Regions from separate parts of the Sus scrofa genome. Here region 2 is linked to region 1. The links are chromatin contacts, called in public HiChIP or PLAC-seq maps. All regions are on one chromosome and are shown on one strand. Each heading gives the region's core, a stretch centred on a gene start, on an enhancer-like site or on the middle of the called end of the contact. The rest is flanking DNA. Distances are from core to core; before and after follow the strand shown. Region 1 overlaps STPG4. Region 2 overlaps TTC7A (tetratricopeptide repeat protein 7A).

What was found. HiChIP or PLAC-seq counts read pairs in DNA pulled down with a chosen protein or histone mark.
Region 2: a contact with region 1 is called in an H3K27ac HiChIP or PLAC-seq map of skeletal muscle. The contact joins two enhancer-like sites. A contact is called at or near these places in 2 of 2 datasets of contacts at active chromatin or transcription factors (alveolar macrophages and skeletal muscle).

The regions. Positions count from the first base shown.
Region 1 is chr3:93,393,988-93,401,071 of Sscrofa11.1, forward strand. It overlaps STPG4, which reads left to right. Exons shown (of 7, transcript XM_003481221.4): 3 at 241-498. Among named protein-coding and RNA genes, the nearest start is that of STPG4, 11 kb to the left of the region's middle. Within about 2 kb of position 2,739, at least 1 of the 83 cell types and tissues checked has an H3K27ac peak or open chromatin away from gene starts, as enhancers often do. A contact at or near this core is called in skeletal muscle, where this site is marked.
Region 2 is chr3:93,526,395-93,533,478 of Sscrofa11.1, forward strand. The region is part of intron 8 of TTC7A (tetratricopeptide repeat protein 7A); the gene reads right to left. Among named protein-coding and RNA genes, the nearest start is that of TTC7A, 62 kb to the right of the region's middle. Within about 2 kb of position 2,942, at least 6 of the 83 cell types and tissues checked have an H3K27ac peak or open chromatin away from gene starts, as enhancers often do. A contact at or near this core is called in skeletal muscle, where this site is marked.

The DNA.
Region 1 (7,084 bases), core at 1,489-3,988:
GCTGTGGCTCTGGTGTAGGCTAGCGGCTACAGCTCCAATTCGACCCCTAGCCTGGGAACCTCCTCCATATGCCGTGGGAAGCTGCCCTAGGAAAGACAAAAAGAAAAAAAGAAAAAAATAAATAAATAAATAATTAAACTTTAAAAAAGGCCACTTAGAGGTGGCCTTTCCAAGAATGATGCTTTAGAAGATGTTACCAGTGTACACACTGACCTGAAAAATGATGTCACTCCTCCCCAGAACACTCCTAATCCTGGCACTTACCACTTGAAAACCTTTATTGAAGAATCTCTATTAAATCCAGTGATAGCAACCTACGGTTTTAAAAACGAAGGACGGGGAAAACCACCTCTCGTGCAAAGAAACGATCCAGTACCAAATGACCTTCCCCAGTACATGCCTCCTGACTTCTTGGACTTGTTAAAGAAGCAAATAGCCACTTACTCATTTAAAGACAAACCGCGATCAAGTCCCAGCACGCTGGTTTACAGAGATCAGGTAAAGCACTACTAGCTGTTGACTTGGTGTGGGAAAGCTCTCAAGAGGCCCCGAGGAAAGAATTCTCTCTCCTCAAAGTGTATCTTCCCCAGGAGAAATTGAACACCTGGAGGATGCCTTATTTCCTTCAGGCATCAAACAAAAGGCTGCCTCATTTGCAAATATGCCCAGCAAGATTTTTCCCTATGAGAACTCCTTAACTAAAGTGAGTACATGGGGAAATTTTTTTTCCTTCGCTGGGGTCTCTCGGCAGGGTTCCCCTGACGTGAGGAGCCCCTGGGGTCTTGTGTGTAATGGGGCCATACTCCTGGCATCTTTAAGCACTTTATCAGTGTGCCCTCTTCTTCTAAAGAGAAAGCCCTGCCTTTTGGTGAGCAGTCCCCTTATTAGAGCGTGAATATAACTTTGGACAGTAAGGAAGCTTTGGGAAGAATTTCTTATAGAAATGTGGTACCAGGAGGGTCAGATTGTCCTCTCAGCTCTACCAGACCATGCGTGATATTGAGAATGTAGAGCCTGCTGGGCTTATAGCCCTGCTAGGCTCTGTGGAGGGAAGATGTTCCTGACTGGGAAATAGTTCAGTAACAATACAAGAATAGATCAAGGGCTGAGATAAATAGTGTAGCAGGAAATGCCAGGGGAGAGTTCAGTGTCGGGTGGGATTCAAAAGCTGAGCTCCCTGGACTTTGGATACAAGATAACATTCCTGTGGCTTTTTTTTTTTTTTTTTTCTATTTAAAAAAAAATTTTATTGGAGGAGTTCCCATCATGGCTCAGTGGCTAACACATCTGATGAGCATCCATGAGGACATAGGTTCGATCCCTTGTCTTGCTCAGTGGGTTAAGGATCTGGTGTTGCTGTCAGCTGTGGTGTAGGTCACAGAAGCGGCTCGGATCTGGCGTTGCTGTGGCTGTGGTGTAGGCTGGCAGCTACAGCTCCGATTGGACCCCTAGCCTGGGAACTTCCATATGCCGTGGGTGCAGCCCTAAAAAACAAAAACAAAATTTTTTATTGGAGTATAGTTGTTTTATAATGTATTAGTTTCACGCGTACAGCAAAGTGAGTCAGTTATACATATATCCATTCCTTTTTCCCGTATAGGTTACTATAGAACATTGAGTAGACCTCCCTGTGCTATAAGTAGGTCCTTGTTGGTTGTCTGTTTTATACATAGTAGTGTGTATGTGTTAATCCCATCCTCCCAATTTATCCCCCACCCTCACTCCTTGTGGCTCTTTTTTTTTTTTTTTTTTTCCGTCTTTTTGCCTTTTCTAGGGCCACTTCCTGTGGCATACGGAGGTTCCCAGGCTAGGGGTGGAAACAGAGCTGTAGCTGCCGGCCTACACCAGAGCCACAGCAACGCGGGATCTGAGCCGCGTCTGCAACCTACACCACAGCTCACAGCAATGCTGGATCCTTAACCCACTGAGCAAGGCCAGGGATCGAACCTACAACCTCATGGTTCCTAGTCAGATTCGTTAACCACTGAGCCACTACGGGAACTCCTCCATGTGGCTCTTAATAGTTTACTGTGAGCTTCCACATATATTTTCTTAGTAGTTCTTCGCAGGCATTCTGAAACCAGCAAAACAGATGCTATCCCCCTTTTACAGATGAGAAAACTGAGGTGAATAGAGATGAAGCAGCAGGGTCATAGGCGCATAGCTAACAAATAGGTGACACAGGAGTTCCGACGTGGTGCAGCAGTTAACAAACCCGACTAGGATCCATGAGGATTCGGGTTCGATCCCTGGCCTCTCTCAGTGGGTTAAGGATCTGGCGTTGCGTGAGCTGTGGTGTAGGCCGGCAGCTGTAGCTCCGATTTGACCCCTAGCCTGGGACCCTCCATATGACGTGGATGCAACCCTAAAAAAGGCAAAAGAAATAAGTAATAAATAAATAAATAAATAAATAAATAAATAGGCGAGATAGTACTTTCAACTGAAGGCTTCTGAGCCCAAGGGCCAGTGTTGGGATTTGGACTTTGTTATTTGGGACTTTGGGCCTTAATAGCGTCCATTTACAAAGGAGCCAAAAATAGTACCAGGCTTTACAACCGTGTCAGCATAATATGGTGATACCCGGAGTAGATGCATTGCAACCGGAGGTTGAACTAAATGGAAAGGGGTTGTGGTTATTAGGATGGACTAGAAATCTTTCCAGCCGGATGAGCACATGTATCCCAAGCGTGAACCCTTCCTACGGCTTTGCAAATTATAGCTTTGACACCGGGCAGAATGATAAATGCTCATCGGGTTAATCTTATCCTGTTCGCCTCGGCAGATGAATACAAACACTAAATTATGCTTAGACGTTTACGGCTTAGTATCAGGTAGCTTGGCGACGTGCGAGATCGTTCTGGCCACCTCCAAGGCGAGAGCATTTTGCCTCAGCCTCCACCGCCTCCTGGTGCTTCTCTGCTGGCTTTTAGAGGTTTCTGAGGGTAACGCTGGGCCCAGTGTCGAAAGTAGAAAATCTACATGGTTGGTATTAGGCAAAATTTAAAGCTTTAAAAGACCAAAAGAATTTGGCTTACCCAAAGGGCTGGATAAAACCTTCTGAAAACGTAACTTTCCTGTTCCTTTCTCCTCTTTCTCCCCCTCTCCCACAAAGGCTTGAGCTCTGGAAACTGGGAGAGTTAAGTGATTTCCTACTTTTCTGTTTCAAAGATATATGACAATACAGTCATTAAGAGGAGGGCTATTCAGATGTAACACTGCTTACGCAGCACCAATGAAATTCAAACTTCAGTTTTTTAAATAGGATTCAGTAAAATAATAATTTGAATTTAAGGTGAATACAGTATACATCATTGTTATTTATTGAGGTAGAGCAACATTCTCAAGTGCCCTAAATTTCGTAGATTATTTATGTTATACCTCATTAGTGCTGTTCTTTATTTGTAAGAAAGCTCTATTTTGTTTTGTTTTGTTTGTTTTAATTGTTATTTCCCCAGTACAATTTTTTTTCCTGCTGTACAGCATGGTGACGCAGTTACACCTATGTGTATAGATTCTATTTTCTCATATTATCATGCTCCATCATGAGTGACTAGACATAGTTCCCAGTGGATCTCATTGCTAATCCATTCCAAAGGCAATAGTTTGCATCTCTTACTATTTTTAATACCTTGATTCTGAAGCATGTAACTCAACTGGAGAACCTGTATCAAAGAATCCTTTCGTGTGTGTGTGTGTGCGTGTGCAATCATCTGTATCTGGCTTTTTCCAAAGAGTATTTGATCATGGATCTGCAATTTTTACAATCTGTGTTTTCTTATTAGAGAAGTAATGTTTTTATTTTAGAACACACATACAAAAGTGGCACCATCTCTCTTCCTTATGTAGTTTTATGACCCACTTTTCCCCTGTGTTGCCGTCATCCACTAATCCCTGGGTTCTGGCACCTCATGTCTGGATGATTTTGGCTCCCTTTGCTCCTTGGCACTCTTTCCACTACTCCTGTCATAATTTCAGTACACAATAGACAATGATGATTTTCCAAATCTGGCTTCTCAATTTCTTGAACTCTCTCCTCCATCAGCCGCTCACGCCTTAGATTTTCTTCAACACCGATCATTTCACCCTCCATAATCTCAGCTGCATGCATCCCACTCTGATCACTCTCCCCTAATCTTCTGCCTCACTTCCTCTTGTCTCCCAGCCTCAACAGTTTTTCCGTTCTTCCCAATCTGTAAATCCATTGATCCCAAAAGCTGAGTTTTTCCTCTTGGTGGTTGTTGAACCAAAAGATAGAACCAAGCCAAAGAGCAGGAGAAGGGCAGGACTTACTAATTGCAGCAAGTAAGGAGAACACCCAAAGACACTGCTTTCCCAAAGCAGTGTCTCCCCAAGAGCAAAACTGGGGAAGTTTTAAGCTAAGGGCCCATATGTTATCATGAAGGGGCTTGAGCGGAGGAGAATTCATCAGAGAACTGGGGCCAAGGTTGACAGAATCCAAGCTTTAGTTGATTGAAGTCAGGAGAGTCAACATCACCATTTTCATCCTCCACTTGGATGAGGGCCTTAGTGCCTGCAGAACTCAAAGACATGTAGCAGATGATGATATATATATATCTCACCAGGACTAGGAGGAACTAGGAGTGTTTTATGCTGAATTATTGTTTCTTGACTGATTTTCTTTTGTTCCCACATCCCCTCATTTCACTTAAGTCCATTAATTAAGTCCTATTCAAGGACAAGCACCGTGGCCAGGCTGAGATCGAAAAACAGCTTAGGCCAAAAATGGCTTCTCTTATGTCAAGAAAGCCATGCCTGCATCTCTTTCTCTGGGGACCTCCTACCCTATCTGCTTACACTGCCACTTTTCATTGCCTCTCAACTTTCTAATGTTTTCTTTCTTTTCAAAGCTTAAGTTCCAAAGGTAATCATTAGAGTTATTCCCTGCACACGCTCTCAATTCCCCGGCCCCTCATGGCTCATCTTCCTTGTTTGGCAAAGCCACAACCCTGGTCAAATCCCTCTGCGAACTTTGCACCTGCATCCGTGTAACTGAATGACTAGTCTCATTTTAAATTCTTCACCTCCCCTGGGCACCGAGTGGACTTCCCTAGTCTGTTTATTCTCTCGCTCTGTTGGGTGGTTTTCTCTTACATCTCCCCTCGACGCTTCCTCCTCAATCATTTTTTTTTTTTTTTTTTTTTTTTTTTTGCTTTGCCTGCTGCAGGTGGCAGTTCCCAGGCCAGAGATCAAACCCGAGCCACAGCAGTGACCCAAGCCACTGCAGTGACAAAGCCCAACCCTTAACCTACTGCACCACAAGAGAACCCCTCAATCCTCATTCTTTTTTCTCAGCCTTTTGGGGGGTTCCGCCCCTCCTCCTTGCCCCCTTCCTGTGAGAGTGCCCCAGGCACCCACATTGCTTCCCCATCTATGCTCATTGCCCACTGATCATCTCAAGGCTTGCAACACCAGCTCTTTGTGTGCACTTTCCAAATGTCTATCTCCCACCCAGACTTCTATGTTGAACCCCAGGCTTGTCTATCCAACAGCCTTGTTGACTTTCCCCTTTTCTGTCAGATCCAGGATTTCTCACCCTTGGCACTATTGACTTTTCGGACAGGATAATCTTTGTGGTGTGTGTGAAGGGGCGGGGGGTGCAGTTTGGTTCTTTGTAGGATGTTTAACAGCATTTCTGGATAATTAGATGTTGTAACAACCAACCCTGTCTCCAGACATTGCCCACATGTCTCCTGGGGAAGGAGAGAACCAAAAACAAACAAACAAAAAACCCACTCCTGATTGGGAACCTCTAGGTTCAGGCATTGTGATAGTGGGTGTGACCTCTGGGTGGCTGCTCTCAGGGTTGACAGGTTGACAGGGGACTGGCTTCATTGTGACCTCATCTCTTACGCCTCCGCTCACTCTCTTCCTTCCCCACTGGCCTCCTCCTGATGGCTCCTTGAATTTGCTACTCCCCTGCACCTCAGGGCTTTGCACCGCATCTTCCTTCCTCAGAATGCTCTTATCCCAGATATCTGCTTGGCTCACCCCTTCTCCTTCTTCAGTCTTTATCCGTGTGTCACCTTCTCAATCAGCCCCATTTAAATTGGCCACCTGACACCCTCAACCTTCCCTTCTCTGCTCTTTTTGTTTGTTTTCTTAGCACGTAGAGCCATCCGTATACTATATAATTTACTTGCACTTTGCGTTTTTTGTTTATTGTCTGTCTCCTCCCATGAGAGTGAAGCTTCATAAAGACATGAGTACTTAGCTGTTTTTTCACTGTTATATCTTTGCCTCTGGAACAGTGTCCGATGGTTAATATTTGCCAAATGCACACATGCCTGAAGGATTCCTCACATATCTGATATCTGCCTGGGCCTTATTCATTTTGTTTCCTTGGATGTGTGGTTATCTTTGACTGTGTGTTGCTCATTGCCCCTGAAAAATTGTTTCAGGAATTCCCTGACACCTAAGATGAAAGTGTTTTCCTTCAGAGAAGGTTTGCTTTTGGTTCTGCTGATACTAAGGGGAGTGACCAGTCTGGTCCCACTTAAAATGCACTGCTTATATGTTCTTGGATCTCTCCAGTGATGGGAATTTGGATTGGAATCCATGAAAGGGACCAACCCACGGTTACACTCTGTCAAGGGTGGGTTTCTTCCCTCTATTCCAGTTCTGCTTAACACCAAGACAACTCTCTCTGCAGTCCTCTCAGCATCAGGATGAGGTGGGAGGGTTGCTTTTAGTAAGTCCCCTTTTGGGGCCTCCAATTCCTGTGGGTAGGATTCCCATTAGATCACCATCATTGATGGCTCAGGTCAAAGCCTCTGGATCCTTCGAGGGCTCTGATGTTCACTCAAACCCAACTCTGGTTTTCTGCTGAGTTATTTGGGTTTTGGTTTTTGTTTTTGTTTTTTGCTTTTTAGGGCTGCACCTGCAGCATATGAAGGTTCCCAGGTTAGGGGTCCAATTGGAGCTATAGCTGCTGGCCTACACCACAGCCACAGCAAGATGAGATCCGCATCTGCAACCTACAGCACAGCTCACAGCAACACTGGATCCTTAACTGAATGAACAAGGCCAGGGATCAAACCCACAACCTCATGGTTCCTAGTTGGAT
Region 2 (7,084 bases), core at 1,692-4,191, 130 kb after region 1:
TGTGCCAGGCCATGTACCTCCCTGCTCCTCCACCTCCGGCAACTTCTTCCCAGCTCTGGTCCCACCAGGCAGTGGCGGGGGGAGGATGGGAGACTGTCCCTGCCCTCAGAGAGGAGCTATGGAACTGGCAGCAGCAGCAGTACCTAGGACACGTATGAACGGAATCTGACCTAGACCTCTGGGCTGGGGGGAAAGGGGGCAGGGCAGGCAGCCCACAGGGGTAGGCCCCCTGCCAGGCACCTCCAGGACTGGGGACCCAGCCATGCAGCCTAGTCTCATGCAGGGGATGGTGGGCAGTGAGCTCTGGTTGGTCTGTCCTCCAAGTGCAGCAGCCCCCACCACCCCCACCAGGGCAGTCTGAGCTCCAGGCCCTGCCCACCGGGCCAGCTTCTCTCCAGCAGGTACCAAGTCCTTTCCTGTGGCTCCCGCTCCTCACCAAGGCCTGTCTTTGTTCCCTTTGTCAACGTGGATGCCTTCTGGCTCCTTCAACTCAACTCGGGGACCCCTTCCTTCTGCCACTGACCCTGACTCATCTTGTCAGGGGAGGCTGGGCGCCCCCCTCATCCTCCCCCCACCCTGAACCCTGGACCCCACTGGCATCAGTCCTCAGGGCAAGGATGCATCTCACTCAACTCTCGCCTCCCAGCCCCAGCAGAGGCCCACACAGGGCACTTACAAGTGACATTCGAGAGAGAGAAAGATTTCTGGGCCTGGTGTGGCAACTTCCTCCTGTTGCCCTAGACCTTGACCTTGACCCAGAACAGTGTCTCTGAATATGCGTGCCTGGTGGGAGGGAGGCGTGGATTTCCAGCACGGGGCTGGGCAAGCACTGGGTCACAGAAGTGGGGATCCCAGGAGCATCTCCTCCGCCTGGGGACAGCCCCTCCCCCAACAGGCAGACAGTGGGGAAGGCACCTTCTCAAGGGTCCTTGGGACTTGGCACTTGTGCCAAGAGGAAAGCGCGGGTCCCCAAAGGACAACCAAAAGCAGAAGTTTGCTGAGAGGTTGCCATGGTTTTGGGGCAGGGCTGCGGTGAACCACTTCAGCGTTTGCAGGGCAGCTGGGCAGCGGGTGTGTATGTAGCCATGGCAACGGGGTGGAGGGGGAGAAGGGGCAGAAAAAAGCAAGGGGGCCGTCCACGCGGTAGGAATTCATGTGCAGCTCAGGAGCCAGAGCAGCCTTCAGTCTCTCTGGGGGCTTCAAGCCCCTGCCCAGGGCGCCCTGGCTGTGCCCCTCCCTCCTCTGCTGGGCTCACCCCGCTTAGGCTGCTTAATACCTCTAGCCCCATCAGCAGCCTGCCTTGAACCAGTCTCAGCCACACTCTTTCTCTTCCACCACTGCAGTGTCTTCACAAGGAAATCTTCCAGATCAAGTGCAGTGACAGACATAAATTACACAGACACTACATGTTCTTAACACCAGACTCCTGACTCGCCTTGGAAGGAGGGCAGGTTGTCGTCCTACACTTTCCCCTGCAAAACCCCCCACTCCTACCACTGGGGGTGCACTTAATCCCAAGCAGGGCTCAGCAGCTGTCCCTGTCCCTAGTCTTGGGCTCTCTGCTGTCCTCCCAGGGGCAGCCTCCCCATACTGAGGGACATTTGCCCCAGGCCTCTGGCCAGCCAGGAAAGGAAAAGCCAAAGAAAAGCCAAACATGCTCCACCTCATCCCCCCACGATTCAGCATGACCCATTGTCTTTGGGCCTCTCCATCCATGAAGCAAACATGGGGCCTCGAGAAAACACCCACAAGGAACACCTCCATTCCCTAAAGCCGGCCAGCCCATGTGAAACTCCTCAGGCAGGGTGGTTCTGGCTCAAATAGCCATTCCTTATGCGTGTGCCATGCGTTTTAGGAGCTGAGTTACCACGGCCGGCATCTCGTCTGGCCTCACAGTAACCCCACAGAGGGGCGGGATGAAATCACGGATGCCCCTTTTGCAGATGGGGAAACCGAGCCCCAGGGGATGAACACACTTGTGCAAGGTCCCCAGGAATTAAGACTGAACCCTCCGGCGGCCAGTCCAGGGCAGCTTCCGCTGCCCTGAGTACCTGCAGCCTCCTGGGCCTCCTCTGCCAGCCCCATTTCTGACAACGCTGGCTGCAGGGCCCTGGACGGCACTGACCTTCACTTTGCCCAGCCTCGTCTCTCCTCTCTGATCCTGCAAACAAACAGGGTAGGAGGAGGGAACCAACTTGCGGAGCACTTTCTAAGTGGTATCTCATAATACAACGACCAGCTCCTGTTCTATTGTCCGATTTTATAGATGAGAAAACCGAGGCCCAGACAGACCAGGGAGGCTCCCTGAGGCATACAAACAGGGGGTTCAGGACCCTGACTAGAACACAGACATTCTGACTTCACTCTGGCTCTTCCCTTGCCTCTAAGTGCCTCCGTTCATGCCACCAGAGGCCTGGGATGGCTCTGCCTAGGGAAGCACCAAAGCAAAACATAAGGCTGGGCTTTCTCATTCAGGCACCAGATGCTGCTTCTCTGCGGAGAACAAGCCCCTTGGACATGTGTCCAGGGCTCTGCTCAGCCCTGTCCTTGGAGACTGCCTCTGATCTGGTCAAGAACCAGCCTCAGGGTCTGCCACTCACCCCCCAACAACCATCACCCCAGGAAGAAGCCTCCTGGCGGCATCTGGCATGGGGCTTGCCCCTCCCTGGAGGATGCTGTCAGAGCCTGCCCGTGCTGTCACTTGTCCCCCACCAGCAGACATAATTATCACCAGATCTCCAGCTGCCAGTCTACAGAGCCAAGAAATAACATGCTGTGATGTGTCCCACCCTCCCAGGGTCCCTGGCCAGCCCCATGCCAGGCCCTGCTCCCCTGTGCCTTGGGCTCCTGAAGCAGAAATCATCCCACCAGTGAGGGCACAAGGCTCTCCCACCTCTACTGTCCCCAGTGACCTGAGCTGGCAGCGCTAACTGACCCTTTTCCTTTGCAGCACAGCAGGGCCTCATGTTAGAGCAAACCGGGTGCCAGAAGCTAGAACAACCTGTGCTCATCCGCCAAGTCCCAAATGGAATCAAGCCCAGGAAGCTTTTTTTTTTTTTTTTTTTTTTTTTAAATCAAATGGCATCCTCAAACCAATTTTCCTCCCAACCAGACCTGAACCCAAATGTTTTCTAAAATGACTGAGTCATGGAGTTCCTGTCGTGGCGCAGCGGAAACAAATCCGACTAGGAATGAGGTTTGGTCCCTGGCCTCATTCAGTGGGCTAAGGATCTGGCGTTGCCATGAGCTATGGTGTAGGTCGCAGACGCGGCTTGGATCTGGTGTTGCTGTGGTTGTGGTGTAGGCCGGCAGCTGTAGCTCCAATTAGACCCCTGGCCTGGGAACCTCCATGTGCCGCAGATGCAATCCTAAAAAGACAAAAGACAAATAAAATGACTGAGTCAGAACCAAGTATTTAACAGGATGAAATGAATACGCACTGAACATCCACAATGTACCAGGCATTTTCACATTCATTTCCTTATGCCAGCCACCCCATCACTGCAAGAGAGACCTGATTCAGGAGAGACCCTATTTGCTCCATTTTACCGATGAGAAAGCTGAGGATCAGGGAGGTAAGGAACGTGCCCAGGCTAGACAGGTTGTGAATGGCCAAGTCAAGATTCAAATCACTGGATGCCTGCCCTTGGCCTTGGAGGTCAGTCTGTTAATCTGCAGGATGCCAAGGCCCAGAGGCTCACCACCCACCCAGCCTCACTCGAGCTGAGCCTTGGTGTCCTTTCAGTTGCCAAGCACCAGCACTAACTTCTCCTCTGGCTAATGAAACAAGGCCCCAAGGATTCAGTTTGTTGTAGCACCTATTTTTTATGCCTTAGATCAAGATTTCAGATAGGAGTTCCCCAGTGGTCTAGTGGTTATGATCAGGTGCTTTCACCACTGTGGCCCAGGTTCAATCCCTGGTCTGGGACCTAAGACCCCACATCAAGCCCAGCACACTATGGTCATAAAATGAAGAATAAAAATAAATTTAAAAAATAAGGAGTTCCTGTCATGGCTCAGTGCAAACGAATCTGATTAGCATTCATGAGGACACAGGTTTGATCCCTGGCCTCTCTAAGGGGGTTAATGATCCAGTGTTGCTGTGAGCTGTGATGTAGGTCACAGATGTGGCTCAGATCCGGCGTTGCTGTGGCTGTGGCACAGGCCAGCAGCTGCAACCCTGATTTGACTCCTAGCCTGGGACTTGGATATGCTGCAGGTGCGGCCCTAAAAGACAAAAAAAAAAAAAAAAAAGAAAAGAAAAATTAGAAATGGCAGAATCCTGTACCTCCTGGCTACCCAACTGAGAAAATCAGGCTGATTTTGATACACGGTTCTTTTGAAAATGAAACTACGCATGTGGGTTTCATCAGGTTGAAATATTTCCTTCTGAGTTGGGGACCAAGAGTTCCTCCATGTCCCTAGACACACACACACTCCACTAGGTGGGGGGACATCTGGGACAAGGGCTATGATTTAGCTGTTTGTCATCGTATCTCCAGCGCCGAGCGGCTGGCAGACTGTCGCTGCTCAGACTAAACTGGATAGATGGGGAGATGTGTAGGTGGGTAGGCGGGTGGGCATTTTTACATGTCCTTTTGGTCCCCCAAACTCACAACTGGGTCCAAAAGACAAGTATCCTTTGGCCAGCAGTAACGCACGGCCTTTGCATTTCGGTGAAAGCATTTGCAGGGGCTTCTCTTTACCTCTTGAAAGACAAGGACTTCCCTGTTCATTCCAATCACACTGAGCACAAAACAAACGCTCTACCTACGTTAGGACCAGGTCCACACCCAGACCCCATGCACTTCTTCCCTTGAGTTCTACACCATAAAACAGGGGCTGACGCGCTCAGGAAACCCACAGACACCCTCTCCTGCAGCAGCTGCTCTGGAGACCCCAGAGGTGGAGAGCTGCGATGATTATGCCTCCTGCGCGGGTAGGGCTGGAACAGCTTTTCCTGCGGGATAATGAATTCTGCAAGGATTACGAGAACCCAAAGAGCAGCCAAGGCAGCCGCCTGCGTCTAGCCGCTTCTCCCTATCAGCTGCAGCCACATCCAACAGCATAAAAGGGAGATGAAGAAAACCCTGCTGGTACCCGGAGGCCAGGTGGAGCCTTGGGGGTCAGCTGAGGGGTCAGAGCCGGGGCCCAGGACGTTGGCAGGGGCGCCCACAGCTGATGGAGAATGTGACCTGCCAGGAAGGAGGGGGTAAAACCAGGGTAAATGACAAGTCAGAGGCAGTTTGGTCATTCTGATAAACTGCTCGGAGCCCCAGTGGCCAGATTTGGATCCCGGGCGGAAAGCCCTCAGCGGATGAGACATCAAGGCTATGCCCATTGCCAATATCCTCTCTCAAATACCTTAAGCTTCTGGATGCCTGACAGGCTGGGTGCAAGCAGGAAACCAACCAACCAGCTCCGGAAGAGAGCCTTCCACCACCAGCTACGGCATATGCAGCATCTGAGCGCTTCCTCTGCCTTGAGAGCCACATGGAATTCCCATGACACCCCCCTGGCCAGCAGGCCTAGACCCCCCACCCCACCCGCCGCAACATCGCCTGTGCAGGCCGGGTGGCCAGACACCTGCTGCTTGGAGGAGAACCACATATTTGGGAAAATTCACCTCGGCTCCAAGTGTGGGCCACCTTTGAGATACAGGGCACCTTGAGGGTTTGAGGGGGGCATGACTTTAATAGAAAAGCACGTGAACTCTGCTTCTGGGCACCCAGATCAAACAGCAGCCACAGAAAATGCTTGCGGGAGTTTCCACTGTGGCTCAGTAGTAACGAACCCAGCTAGCATCTGTGAGGATGCGGGTTCAATCCCTGGCCTCACTCAGATTGCTGTGAGCTACGGTGTAAGTCACAGACAAGGCTCAGATCCCACGTGGCTATGGCTGTGGTGTAGACCGGCGGCTGCAGCTCTGATTGGACCCCTAGCCTGGGAAGCTCCATATGCCACACATGTGGCCCTAAGAAGAAAAAGAAAAAAGAAAATGCTTGCGGGGACAGAGCCCATCCTCACATGGACAGCCATATCCTTGTTTACAGAGAACCCCCCCAACCCCTAAAACCCTTCCTCACTTGATCCTCGAAGTTACCCAGATCTGATCCGAACATTGCCTTCCTCTTCATCTTGGCCAGATCTGATCTTGGCCCTTCTACAGATGAGAAAACTAAGAATCAAAGCAGTCAGTGAATCACAGATGTGATCTGAACCGCGGCTTCGAGGAGTATTAGCATGTGACCTTGACCAAGGCATGTGCCTGTCCTGCCCCTTACTTTCCTCATCTGTAAGGTGGGGATATATTAGTATGAGACCGAAGCAAGTGAAACTATTCTTTTTCATATAGCTCAGCCTGATGCCTAACTCTATGAGATAATCAGCGTGGCAAAGAAAGGACCTAAGAACTATTTCCATCTTCCCCGTTTTACTTCAAACCTGCGCACTACACTGTAACCCTCAGCACAGGAAGGTGACAATAACGATCTGTGTTTCCCAGGATAGGCGGCTTCGGCACAGTCTGACCTGATGGCTGAGGTGTGTGTAGGCGACAGGTTGGGTAGGTCTGGGTCTATCGCTGAGGTGCCATAATTTAAAACTGGGGTCAGGGAGTTCCCATCATGGCTCAGTGGTTAACGAACTGACTAGGAACCATGAGGTTGCAGGTTCGATCCCTGGCCTTGCTCAGTGGGTTAAGGATCTGGCGTTGCCAAGAGCTGTGGTGTAGGTCACAGAGGCGGCTTGGATTCCGTGTTGCTGTGGCTGTGGCGTAGGCCAGGGGCTACAGCTCTGATTAGACCCCTAGCCTGGGAACCTCCATATACTGCAAGAGCGGCCCAAGAAATGGCAAAAAGACAAATAATAATAATAATAATAAAACCGGGGTCAGACTGTAAAACCCACAGTTCTTCCATGAAAGTCAGATCAGGCATTTGGTAGCTTTATCTCCACATCAGCCTAACCAGCTAGATGTCCCCAGCCAGGAGCAGCCACCTACCCCCACATAAGCAGGTACTCTGCAAACCTTTCAGGACCACAATGCCAGGTTGCCCTTGGGAAACAAATACCCACGCCCTTC